Regions from separate parts of the Gossypium arboreum genome. Here region 1 is linked to region 2. The links are chromatin contacts, called in public Hi-C maps. All regions are on one chromosome and are shown on one strand. Each heading gives the region's core, a stretch centred on a gene start, on an enhancer-like site or on the middle of the called end of the contact. The rest is flanking DNA. Distances are from core to core; before and after follow the strand shown. Region 1 holds the start of LOC108457478 (DNA repair RAD52-like protein 2, chloroplastic). Region 2 holds the start of LOC108454415.

What was found. Hi-C and Micro-C count contacts between places; a contact is called where the count stands out from the background.
Region 1: a Hi-C map of leaf shows a contact between it and region 2, with 2.5 times the contacts expected there. The contact joins the promoter of LOC108457478 here to the promoter of LOC108454415 in region 2. A contact is called at or near these places in 3 of 5 Hi-C or Micro-C datasets (all in leaf).

Annotation. Positions count from the first base shown.
Region 1 is chr9:332,080-338,026 of ASM2569848v2, forward strand. It overlaps LOC108457478 (DNA repair RAD52-like protein 2, chloroplastic), which reads left to right and starts at 4,179. Exons shown (of 4, transcript XM_017756563.2): 1 at 4,179-4,614; 2 at 4,709-4,746; 3 at 4,820-4,911. The coding sequence starts at 4,256.
Region 2 is chr9:150,763-156,625 of ASM2569848v2, forward strand. It overlaps LOC108454415, which reads right to left and starts at 3,927. Exons shown (of 7, transcript XM_017752869.2): 1 at 3,436-3,927; 2 at 3,045-3,286; 3 at 2,614-2,710; 4 at 1,603-1,786; 5 at 1,421-1,502; 6 at 814-883; 7 at 455-736. The coding sequence starts at 3,846. The coding sequence ends at 665.

The DNA of each region.
Region 1 (5,947 bases), core at 2,929-5,428, 180 kb after region 2:
TAAACTTAAACATTGAAGTAACCCTAAATTGAAAATCATCTAAAATCCCTAATCAGTAATCTCATCTCCTCAAATTGAAAATTCTTTAAAATATCCTAAAACCCCTACTGTTGATAGCCATCAATCACCACCGTAACCCAACGTAGTGACACCCTAACCATCACCTTCGAGTTCACCTTCACTCAACATCATCTGGTCATTATCACCTTCGAGTGACGCCGTAACTCAATAGCTCAAAACACTCACCATCGTCCTGCGTCCACCACCACTAGGTCACCAAATCCCCCCTACTTTTCTTTATTGATTATGTTATTCTCTTTGTTGAATTATTTGTAAGTTGTGAAGTTTAAGGAATTTTTATTGTCCCTAACTTTTCTCCTGCCTTTTGTTGGAACCTAACATGTTTTAAGCGTGGCAGAAGCATAACCTTTTCTATAGCCTTTTGTTGGTATTGTTTTGGTTTGAATTAGGTTTGCTCTTTTGATTAGTATTTTGTTTGCTTTAATTGGATTTAGTTTTGTGATCCTATTCAGGTGTGATTGTGTAGACATTTCTACAGATTTTTTCACAATTGCATTGTTGTAGTCCGTTACTTTTTATTAATGGAAATGATAAGTATAGCTTCAACTGTTCTATTTACTTTATTTAAAATATCATCGTGATTAAATTATTTGGTTAATTTAGATAAAGCCCAAATTACTCCTTATAATATAATTTATTAGGAAATGTAGGGAATTAACCAATGTATGTAACAAACAAGTAAATATAATAAAATTGAAATGATCGAACACACAAATTTTGTGTGGAAAAACTCTACACAAGAGAATAAAAAACCACGAGCAAAATGAGATTTCACTATAATAAAAGAAAGTACAAAAGATGGAGAGAATTAAAGAAAAACTCGAAGCCCCACAAGAAAAACTTTTTTGAAACAAAGAACAAAATTCTCTCAATCTAAATATTTCTGTTGTTGGAAATCCGTCCTATTAGTTTGTGTTCTTTGATATATAAATTGGTAATAAAGGTAATTGCTAATAATTTCAAAATGGTGTTTCCTAATCTCATAGGATAGGAACATGCAAGTTTCATTGCAGGATATAATATTACTAACAACATACTAATTGCACAGGAGGTCATTCATTCGATGATGAGTAAGCACAAAAATAGAAAGTGAATGGCTGTCAAAATTGACTTGGAAAAAGCTTATGACAAAGTACATTGGGATTTCATTAGGGCATCTTTTAAGGATGCAAGAATTCCTGACATGCTTATAAGTGTTATAATATCTGTTATTTCGAGTTCTACTATGCAGTTGTTATGGAATGGTGTTCCAATGCAAAAGTTCAAGCCGACGAGGGGTATTTGGCAAAGATGTCTGCTTTCTCCAATTCTATTTGTTCTTTGCATGGAATGGCTCAGTCATAGCTTTCATCATACTATAGATAATGGTCTTTAGTGGCCTATTCATTTATCGAGATCTAGTCTGAGTCTTTCTTATCTTTTCTTTGCGGATGATCTTATCATTTTTTGTCATGCAAATCTCTATCATACTATGATCCTTCAAAGATATTCTAGAGAAGTTTTGTGGGTATTCCAGTCGCCGGGTTAATGCTTGGAAGACTAATATTTATTTTTCTAAAGGAACGGATGATGTTATTGGTATGCAGTTGAGCGAAATTCTTGGTTTTCAGAGGGTGCATAATATTGGCATCTATTTGGGGGTACCTCTTCTTCATGAAAGGATTTTGAATAGTATCTTGAGTTTTATTATTGACAAGATTCAGAGTAAACTAAACAGATGGGATGCTAGGAAATTATCTTTAGCTAGTAGAGCTACCTTAGCACAATCAATTTTGCTATCTTTTCCTAATTACTTCATGCAGTCCATGATGATCCCTAAAGGGTTATATGATGAGATTGAATGTATCGTCAGGCAATTCATTAGGGTCATCTAATAGTAGGCAGAAGATATCTTTAGTTAATTAGGAGTCTATTTGCCAACCTCGTTCTTGTGAATGGTTTGGCATTAGACATTTGAGAAACCAAAATACCTCAATTATGATGAAGTTAAGGTATAACTTAGCCTCCAAACAGGATGTCTTATGGGTTCAAGTTCTTCGGTCCAAATATGGTATGAAAGAGGCTTTACCAGATAATATCTCTTGAAGGAGATGTTCCTTTCTTTGAAAGGCCATTTCTAATGCATGGCCCCTAATTTGGGAAAGTTTGCTTTGGTCAGTTGGAAATGGGAACAATATTAGTTTTTAGAGAGACCTATGGATCTCGAATATGGGGCCTTTGATTTTTAAGTTCCAACCCTTGCTAATATTAATTTAGACTGTCTTCCTAGTGATATGATCACTGATGAGGGATCATGGAATTTGGATCTTTTTCGTCTTTGGCTATCAAAAGATATAATTAGACGTATTGTAGGTATTCCCTCATCTTATCCATCTGTAGGTTCTAATAGGATTATTTGAGCTCGTACTTTGAATGGTATTTTCTCTCTCAAAAGTGTGTATTGGAACATTCGAGAAATATCGTGGAATATGAAGGATGTGTTGGCGTGGAAATTTTAGGGACCCCATAGAGTCAAACTTTTCATATTGCTCATCTTAAATCAACGCATGGTTACTAATGTAGAGTATGTTAAGCGGGGTATAGGGCATGATAGTTCTTGTGGTATATGTGGTCATCATTCTGAAGACATTTTGCATGTGCTCAGAGATTGTCCAGTAGCTAAAGAAATTTGGACGCATGTCCTTCTGGATGGAATTAATGGGTGTTTCTTTGCAGGTGACCTTCTTTAGTGGTTAAAGTCTAACTTGCAGAATCCTGCTAAATCAGTAGTCAATGAGGTAAATCGGTCTTGTTTATTTGGCTTACTAATCTGGCGAATTTGGAAGAATCGAAACCTTTTTCTTTTTTAAGGTGCCTTATGGAATACAGGTGAGATAGTTAAAATATCGTATATTTGGGCAAACAATTTGTTTCTTTTCACAGAGAGGACTTGTCTAGATAGTAGGAGTCAAGTTCAACTACTCAAGCTCCAAAAAATTAGATCAACCTGTGCACTGATGGAGAGGTTCAAATTCCTTTTGGTAATGCTACACCAGGAAGAGTCATAAGAAACAAAAGTATGGAGTGGATTATGAGGTACAACAGACATTTGGACAACTACTTAGTTCTTGATGCTAAATTGTGGGTATTCTTGATGGATTGGCCCTCATTCATGATAGGTAATATGTGGGTGTGATGATTCAAACAGATAACTTGGAAGCGGTCAAGATCATTCAGGATTCTTCCTTGACGAGTTCAAATTCTGTTCTTATTAGACATATCCATATTCTTCTAGTGAATGTAGAACTTTGGATCATACAACATTTTCCTGAAGACCGTAATAAAGTTATTGACTGTCTAGCCAAGATGACCTTTGATACAAACAATGGCCTGAAGATATTTGAGGTGATTCTGAGGGAGGTGTTGGCACTTCTATTGTTCAAGCATATAATAGTCTTGCTCAAAGAACTCTTGTGTAGTTAGCTTTTATATTTGTTTTTCTTTACTAAAAAAATTAATTACTAAATTTTGAATTTTAATAAATTTTTCCACAAACTTTTATTTGAAAACAAAATTTAATGAAATTAAAAATAATGAAAAAATATTATTTCATATTTTAATGGTCAACATTAAGTTAATTCATAAAATTATTAAAATTTATAAATTAACTTGGAATTTTTATTTAATGAACAAGACTTGAATTTTTTAGAAATACTTTATTTTAGTTTTATAAATAACATTTTATTTATATTTAAAATCATGTTAATTATTTATTTTAATTATTTAAATAAATTATTTATATTAAATTTAACTTAATTTAATTTAATTTAAAATTGAATAGTAAAATTCTTTAGTTTCAAAATTCAATCAAATAAAAGTGAAATGGCAAAATTAAATTAAAAGGAAAGTGATAAATTTACCTTTTAACAAATACTAATAAAAATATGGTGGCAAAATTCAATTACTATCCAAAGTATAAGGGCTAATTTGCACATTAACCCTATTAATTTGGAATTATACCAAAACTGGATTAGGTTGAGATATAGGGGATGACGGGGCAAAACCCGCCCCGCCCCGCCCAGCCCACCCACCCAGTTGCCATTTCTAAGTAGAACAAGTAAGCAAAGGGAATAAAAAAAGAAAATATAGGGCAGTAAGGATTTGACCAAACGAGCTTGGAAATCCATTGGAAAAAATGGCAATACAATTGCGAATCGGCGGTGGCGTCTTCCTCTCACAATGGTCTCCACAGCTAGTGTTGGATAGTAACAATAGGAACGGGCGGCGGTTGGTAATCGGGGGCGAGAGCTGGGAGAGATCGCGATTCATCGGCCTTGTCCATTGCAACAGCAGAAGCAGCAATAATGGTAGCAGCGATGCTAAAAAGGGAGTCCCTAATTCAAACTACGTTGTGCCACTCAACAAGTCGTTTTCGGCATCAAACTCTTCGTACATCACTCGTCCTCTAGTTGAAATCCTTCGCGATCTCAACAAGCGAATTCCTGATAACATCGTCAAGCCTCCTTCTGATTCTTCTTCCACTTTTCTCCCTTGGTACCGCCGCTAAATTTTTATGTTTGAATTTCGGAATCTTATTACTGATAAATCAGTCGATCTGATCTGACCTGGTCTTGTTTGATTGCCTCAGGTACCATGCCAATCGCATGTTGAGCTTCTACGCCCCTGGTTTGCCTTTTTCCTTTGATTTCCTTTTGTATATCCTCCTTGAATTGCAAACCTGATTCAATATTTCTCACAGGATGGTGTGGAGAAGTACGTGATGTTATATTCTCTGAGAATGGAACTATCACTGTTGTATATCGACTCACTATTCGAGGATCTGATGGAGAAGTATGCTTTCTTCTCCTCACTTTTACTTCTTTATCCTATAATTATATGATAAAAACATCATCCTTACTATAAACACCTAACAATATTACATTCTACTTCCTTTCTGTCCCCATTTTTCTAGGAACATTTGGCCTCACCTTTAAGTTCATTGGGAAATATAAACTAAAAATAATATATTTCATAGGAAGGAGCTATCTTGACTGAGTTGCCTACAATCATTAAGGTTTTCTATTCAATGTTTGTTCCATGTTTTCAGATTTATTGTTAGATGAGATGATGCTGAGTATATCATTCATATGAATGATCCAATAGCCTGATAGGGACTGTGAGGCTTGTAGGGGATTCTCATAGATATATATATATTTGTATATCGAGGCTTAGTGAGACTGATCCATGACAGCTAACGGGACTAGCTTTTGGGAAAACTGAAAACAATAATCTTTCATTCTCAAATAAATAGCTTAATTTGTATAAAGCAAAAGGGGAATAAAAAAGGAATGATCCCTAAGCTTCATTCCTTTGGTTCCTTGATTGCATTGCACAACCAAGAACAGAAGAAACCATAAGCATCATGTGTAGAATTCCTTAATCGCACAAAGGGTTGATTACACCACGCATTTTGATTACGTCATACAATCACACTATCTGAAGTAGAATGTCTCGGAAAATACTCAACTCCCAATTGAAAATCAATTAACTTGGCTTGAAAGCAAAAGTTTAAAGTATTTTGGGGGAGGTGGAACTTCAGATACTGAACTGTGATGTAACTGTAAAATTCTAAATATAATTGTAGTTCAATTAAGCACCACTGGTCTCAAACTTTATAGCATGCTTTATGTCAACTAAATCCCTATTAGAAAATGGCCATGAAATGACAGATGCCATATGATGTGTAAATTAAAATTTGTCATTCTCTTGATGTATGTTTTAATAAATAAATACAAAATAAGAAATAATTAATATTATGTTTTGAATTTTTTGAACTTATAAATAATTTTAAACCTATAAAATATTTACTTAATTAATTTTATAGAAA
Region 2 (5,863 bases), core at 2,677-5,176:
TCTACGTTCTCTAAACCTAGGGCTAGCATATACATCAGTAATTAACCAGTGACAGTTGGAGGAGTGTACCTTAACAATTGCATGCAATTCTTGCTCCGTCTTCCAGAGCTCTTCAATTGCTGATTTTATCCATTAATTATCTTCAGTATTTACCTCACAATAGCCTTCATAAACAAGTTCCTCAACAGCTTGAAATACTCTCTTGAATAAATCTGACATATATCTCTAAAAAATAACACTTCAATCACCCAGATAAAAGACTTTCATACTTATCAAACAGCCCTGAGACTTAGTATCTAAGTCGACTCATACTTCTGTTTTGTCAAATATGCCACACTCAAGTGGACCGAATTTAGCTTAACCAAATCTGTACAAGGCCAAACACAATGGCCCAAGAAGTAAAACAGGTTTGTTATAATAGAACATGGAACGAGCAGGTCAAAAACCCCAACAATTAACAAATTTTCCATCATCACTTCTTTCCATCCTTCATACTAAGCAAAACCTTAGTTTGATACAGCTTTTGCGTTGATGTACAAAGTAGTTTAAATTTTGTGCCTGACCCTTGCCATCTTGCCCAAGTTTTGTTACATGAAAAACCGGACATCAAATTCCAGAATTTAGATTTATACAGGGATCTTAACAGTGGCTATTCAAATAAAAGTCATTCAGATGGTCTATTTAAACTTGAATTCTCACTCTCCATGGAGATAATACAAGCAAGCCTATCATAAACCTGTAATCAATTTAGAAAAATCAATCCTTTTTCCAAAAAGTTATTCAAATTTAAGTGTATAATACTGCATCACATACCTCAGAAAGCTGCTGACTACTCTTCCAATTCCCTTCACGCTCTTGTTTATTCGTAGACGATGAGTCATACCTACACAGTGTGTCAGACAGCTAGTTAAAGACAGCCATATGCATATGATTATAACTTCTAAATTGGAATTGCTTTGCAAGCTGGTTATAAAGACTAAAAATCTAGAATTAGATGAGGATAAATGTTACATGCCCAATTGCAAGGTAGGGGACAAGGATCTCACATAGGCTAGCTTTTGGGGGGTGGTTCTTCAAGGGTCTATATCAATTGGTATTAGAACCAGCCATCATGTTTCTCAGTTGCAATTGTGTGGCAGGTGGTGACGTCGGTAATCCAATATTCGCTTGGGGCTAGATCAAGCTAGCACAAAGCCAGCCCACCTTGTGGGCATTAGGATTGCGGAGTGTGGTAGACTGCTATGTGCCCAAGTATTGGACTTGGATCCCACGAAATTTCATTGTTAGGTTTATGTGGACCTAGGCTCTCCAATCTCAACAGCTAGCTTTTAGGGTGTGGTTTTCCAAAGGTCCATATCAATAAATATGACGAAATTTGTATCTACATTTCTTTCATGCAAATGACTCAATTCATACTTACCATTCTCGTGGAATACCAGCTTCATCTCGAGCTGAGTAATTAAATGGCCCTTTCAACTCCAAATTATACTCTTGTAATAACTCTGCACGGTTTCTCAAAGAAATACATAAGATATTGCAAAGCCTGAATGGAATTGAATTTGAACACAAAACCTGTCTTGAAGTGATAAAATGCTACTAAACCTTTAAATGTGGAGCATGGAGCACGATTCATTTTATGACAGATGAACATAAACCAGTATACGCCAACAGCTACATGTGCAATTTCCTCTTCAGCAATCCTAGCGACAATGGTAGATGTCCTGTGATCCCCAAAGCCCACCATTTTTTTGACCAGGCGTGGGCCAGCATCAAGACCCCTAGCCTCCTATATCCGTAAAAACAAGTACTTAAATTTCCAAACCAAACTAAAATAACACAAATTGGAAAATATATGGGTATATAAGAGGAAGGATCAACTGGATGAACTGCAATTTTTACTCTTTTCTAAATTTAGAAACAAATATAATAACACAGATATCAGAATCCTGCAGAGAATGGCTAATGCATTTAAAACAAAATGGTCTGACTAGCACCATGACATTGACTTGCGAAGCATAGCAGAAAAAAGGTTCTATAAACTCAAAAATAATAGCCAAGCTAGATTACTGGACTGGTAATAAAAAACCTAGGTAACTGGAATTTGGAAGCAACTTTTATGCATATGACCTGACATTGAAATGGTTAAATTTAAACTTAAAGGAAGCAAGAGCAATCTTGATTTCAGATGATCAATTTTTTTAAGCTTCAACTTCGACCAAGACTAGATCATAAATGGTTCTTTAGGAAATGTCCTGAATTTGACTTGAGCCTATTAAGGCATTAGATTGGACATGAGAAACTACAGGTGCAAAAACTTGAAAACTGAGTTAATCTAGGTTTATGGAACTTCCAATGAAATGTCCTCAACTATAGTGCTATGAAAATCTCAGACTGGAGTGAAATCTAATCCACCTAAATCACTACTCAAAGATGGGTGCTGTGAAATGTTCAAGTTAGATGAAAAGCAGTAGGATATGCAGGCTGGGCAATTACATTTTGAGCAATTGCATTTTACAGAGAAAAGAACTCAAGATTTACTTTCATGAAATCATAAAGTACTTTAAGGAAGCTTCTATTTCAAGAATTAAAAGTTGGTCAACAGTAAAAGATCACCTGTACTAATGGGATGGCAGCCATACGTGCAGCAACATTATCTGATGATTTCTCACATTCTCTCCAAAGTAAGTTATGAGCAGGCATATCTCCATAACTAGATAAAGGAAAAAGAAAAAAAAAAAACAATCACATGGAAGTGCATACGATGAGTGTAAATTAGTTAAGGTGAGCCAATTCATGGCATATTTTGGTTCTTCAAACACAAATGCTAGTTATTTATCATGTGAAAAGACAAGCAGAAATAACATATCTACACTGAAAAGGAAAGGATTGTACATGGAAATAGAGCTTTATTAATGATTAACAAGGTACAACCTAAGTGTAAGAGAATGCATATGTTGATAATAAGTCAAGGGAAAAGAGATTAAAGTCGTTTAAACAAGGAAATAGCAAATTAACACACTGCAGAAAGCGAGAACTCTACTTACTTGAAACCAATCTCAGCAAGCCTTTGTGAACACCAAGCAAAATGACGGCTTTCATCATCAGCAACATGAGCAAAGTCAGCAAAGAATTTGTCCCCAAGAATATGATAGAAGGGTGAAAATCGTACAACAGTATCCCATGCCAAATCAATTGCATTTAACTCCACATGAGCCAGGTTGTGAAGCAGATAAGCATTAAGAGGCAGGCCAGAGGTTTTAGGGTCTGGAATCTCCTTTGGAGAAACCTGCATTTCAGGAAAACGACTAAAAATAATCACTTTTCACCTAACAATAGCAACTCCCAAATGAATAATTGATCACAAAGATGAATTACACATTCTATTTATACAGAAACTCCAATTCCATGCGGTATAAGTTTGAATGGGAAACAAACCAATTGAGGGTTAGTAGGGCGAGCAGGTCGAGAAGGAGGCTGGCAGAGCCCAATGGGCAGACCCTCATTGCGCCACCTGGAGAAAGCCAAATGAGAGAGCTTGGATTTAGTAAGGGGGTCACTGGTAGAGAGAACCAGAGAACCAAGCTCTGCGAGAGAGGAACCAAAAGCTTCAAGGGCGACCGGTGTGTTGGGGACTTCAGTGTTGGACAGAGGTTGAGGGCCACTGGTTCCCAAAAATCGGTCCTCGTTCAGTGGGCTCTCTCTCCAGCTTTGGAGACCAGACCAAGGAGAGAATTGCGAAGAAGAAGAAGAAGAAGAAGAAGAAGAAGAAAAGCAAAACCGAAGCTTGGTAAAGTGAAAATGGGTAGGAAGATGTGAGAACCTCAGCTTGGGGGTGAGAAGCACCATGGTTCTGATTTTAAGAAGGAACTGGTATCCTCGTTTCTGAAATTAAGATTGAGATAATTTTGTATCACTTTTAAAATTTTTAACAATATAATTTTATAATTTGTAGATGTTTTAGGTTAATTTATTTATAACAATTATGTAATTAGATTTTTACCAAAAATTACATCATATTTTCTTCTAAGTAATATATTTGATTGCTTAAAAAAACAAATGTAAATTAAAATAATATTTACTTCATTGTATTTATTATTAAAACTTCATTCTAAAAATGGAAATCATTCTAAATATAACTATAAAAAGAATTATGTTAAGATTGATATATGATTTTAGAACAAGACATATATAGTCCATATACTAGTTCTCATTCGTGCATAGTGAATGCATTTGGTCTTCTAGGGAAGAGTTGGGGACGATGGATGCCAACAAATTATTCTTTTTTTGTGCAATCAAGTGGTTTGAGTATTCATCCAAACAGCAAAGTAAGCATGCTTGAAGGAATCCTTGAAATGCCTGTGTCCACAACCATTTATGAGCGATGGACTCTCATTGCTTTGCTACGGACCACAAAGGTATGCATCAATTCCCGCACAATTCAAGATGCAGGTGTGGAACTGACTCACCAAAAATTTATGGTGGAAGGGGAGGCTATTAAAGTTATCACATCACAGGCTTAACATGTCTAATATTGGGCCATCGTTTAGCAAGAATGTTCCAATCCTGTGTTTTCCAACATGGCAATCAAACTGCTGGCCAAGCATGTTTCTTCTTATATTGAGGATGTTTACTGGATGCAAAATTATCCACAAATTTGTAATCATTATTTCTTAAGTAATGAAATGCATGTTTTCTTCAACCAAAACAATATCCAATAATTCACTTATACTTGTCGCCAAAAATCTTTATATATATATATATATATATATATTTTTTTTTTTTTAAGGATAAAATTTCCTTGTGGAAATAAAGTGCAACATAGAATACAAGGTAAAACCATTGTAGAGTTAAGAGTTAAACTTGGATATCTTTGTATTAAGAGATAGATTGCATTCATTTTTCTACAAAAAAATAGATAAATTAGTCCTTATATGTTAAATGAAAGAGTAAATTGATCATTCTGTTAATGGTTAATATATATAAAGGTACTTGAACTTGATAACTTATACATACTTGGTACTTGAGCCTTTATTGAATCTAGCTGGTTCCTAAACTTGGCAATAGTAAAACAAGTTGATACCTTTTTTAGTACCTCACTAACACCATTAAATATGTTGACATGGTGCTATTGTGGCACTAAAAACTAATTGTATGGTGACACGTGGTAGTCTTATATTTTGACATGTGGCAAAAAGATGTACTTTTAAAAATAAACTTTAAATATTTTATTTTTAAATTAAACCTTGCGTCAAAATATAAGGCTGACACGTTTTACCATTCTATTAGTCGACAGTGTCATGTTAGAATATTTAACGGTGTTAGTCAAGTACCTAAAAAAAAAAAGAAATAAATTAGCTTACAGTTATTAAGTTTAAGTACTGATTAGGTTCAAAAAAGGTTTAGGTAGCAGGTAAGCATAATAGTTGTCTAGGTACCTTTATATATATATATATATATATATATATATATATATATTAACTCTTCATTAAATATTATATCAATTTATACATTTAAAAATTAGTTTTTATATGTTAGAATGTGGTACATGTGAGACACCACTTTTACTTGTCTCGATTATTCTATCAATAACGCTAGTTTTAACAATAAAATGAATAAATTTTTAACATAAAGTATTAATTTACTTTTTATCCAATACATAATAACTATTTTTTTAAATAAAAAAATCGAACTACTAAAGGACCTCCATAATACAAAATCAATTAAGTACAATAGACTTTTTTGGAGTTCAAACCAAAATAGGCCCAAGTCCAATGTTGCCATATGGACGGAACTTAACATAATTCATCCTACACGTTTTTCTTAAAATTTTTTTAATAGATAATAAGATTAATTAAGATAAAAT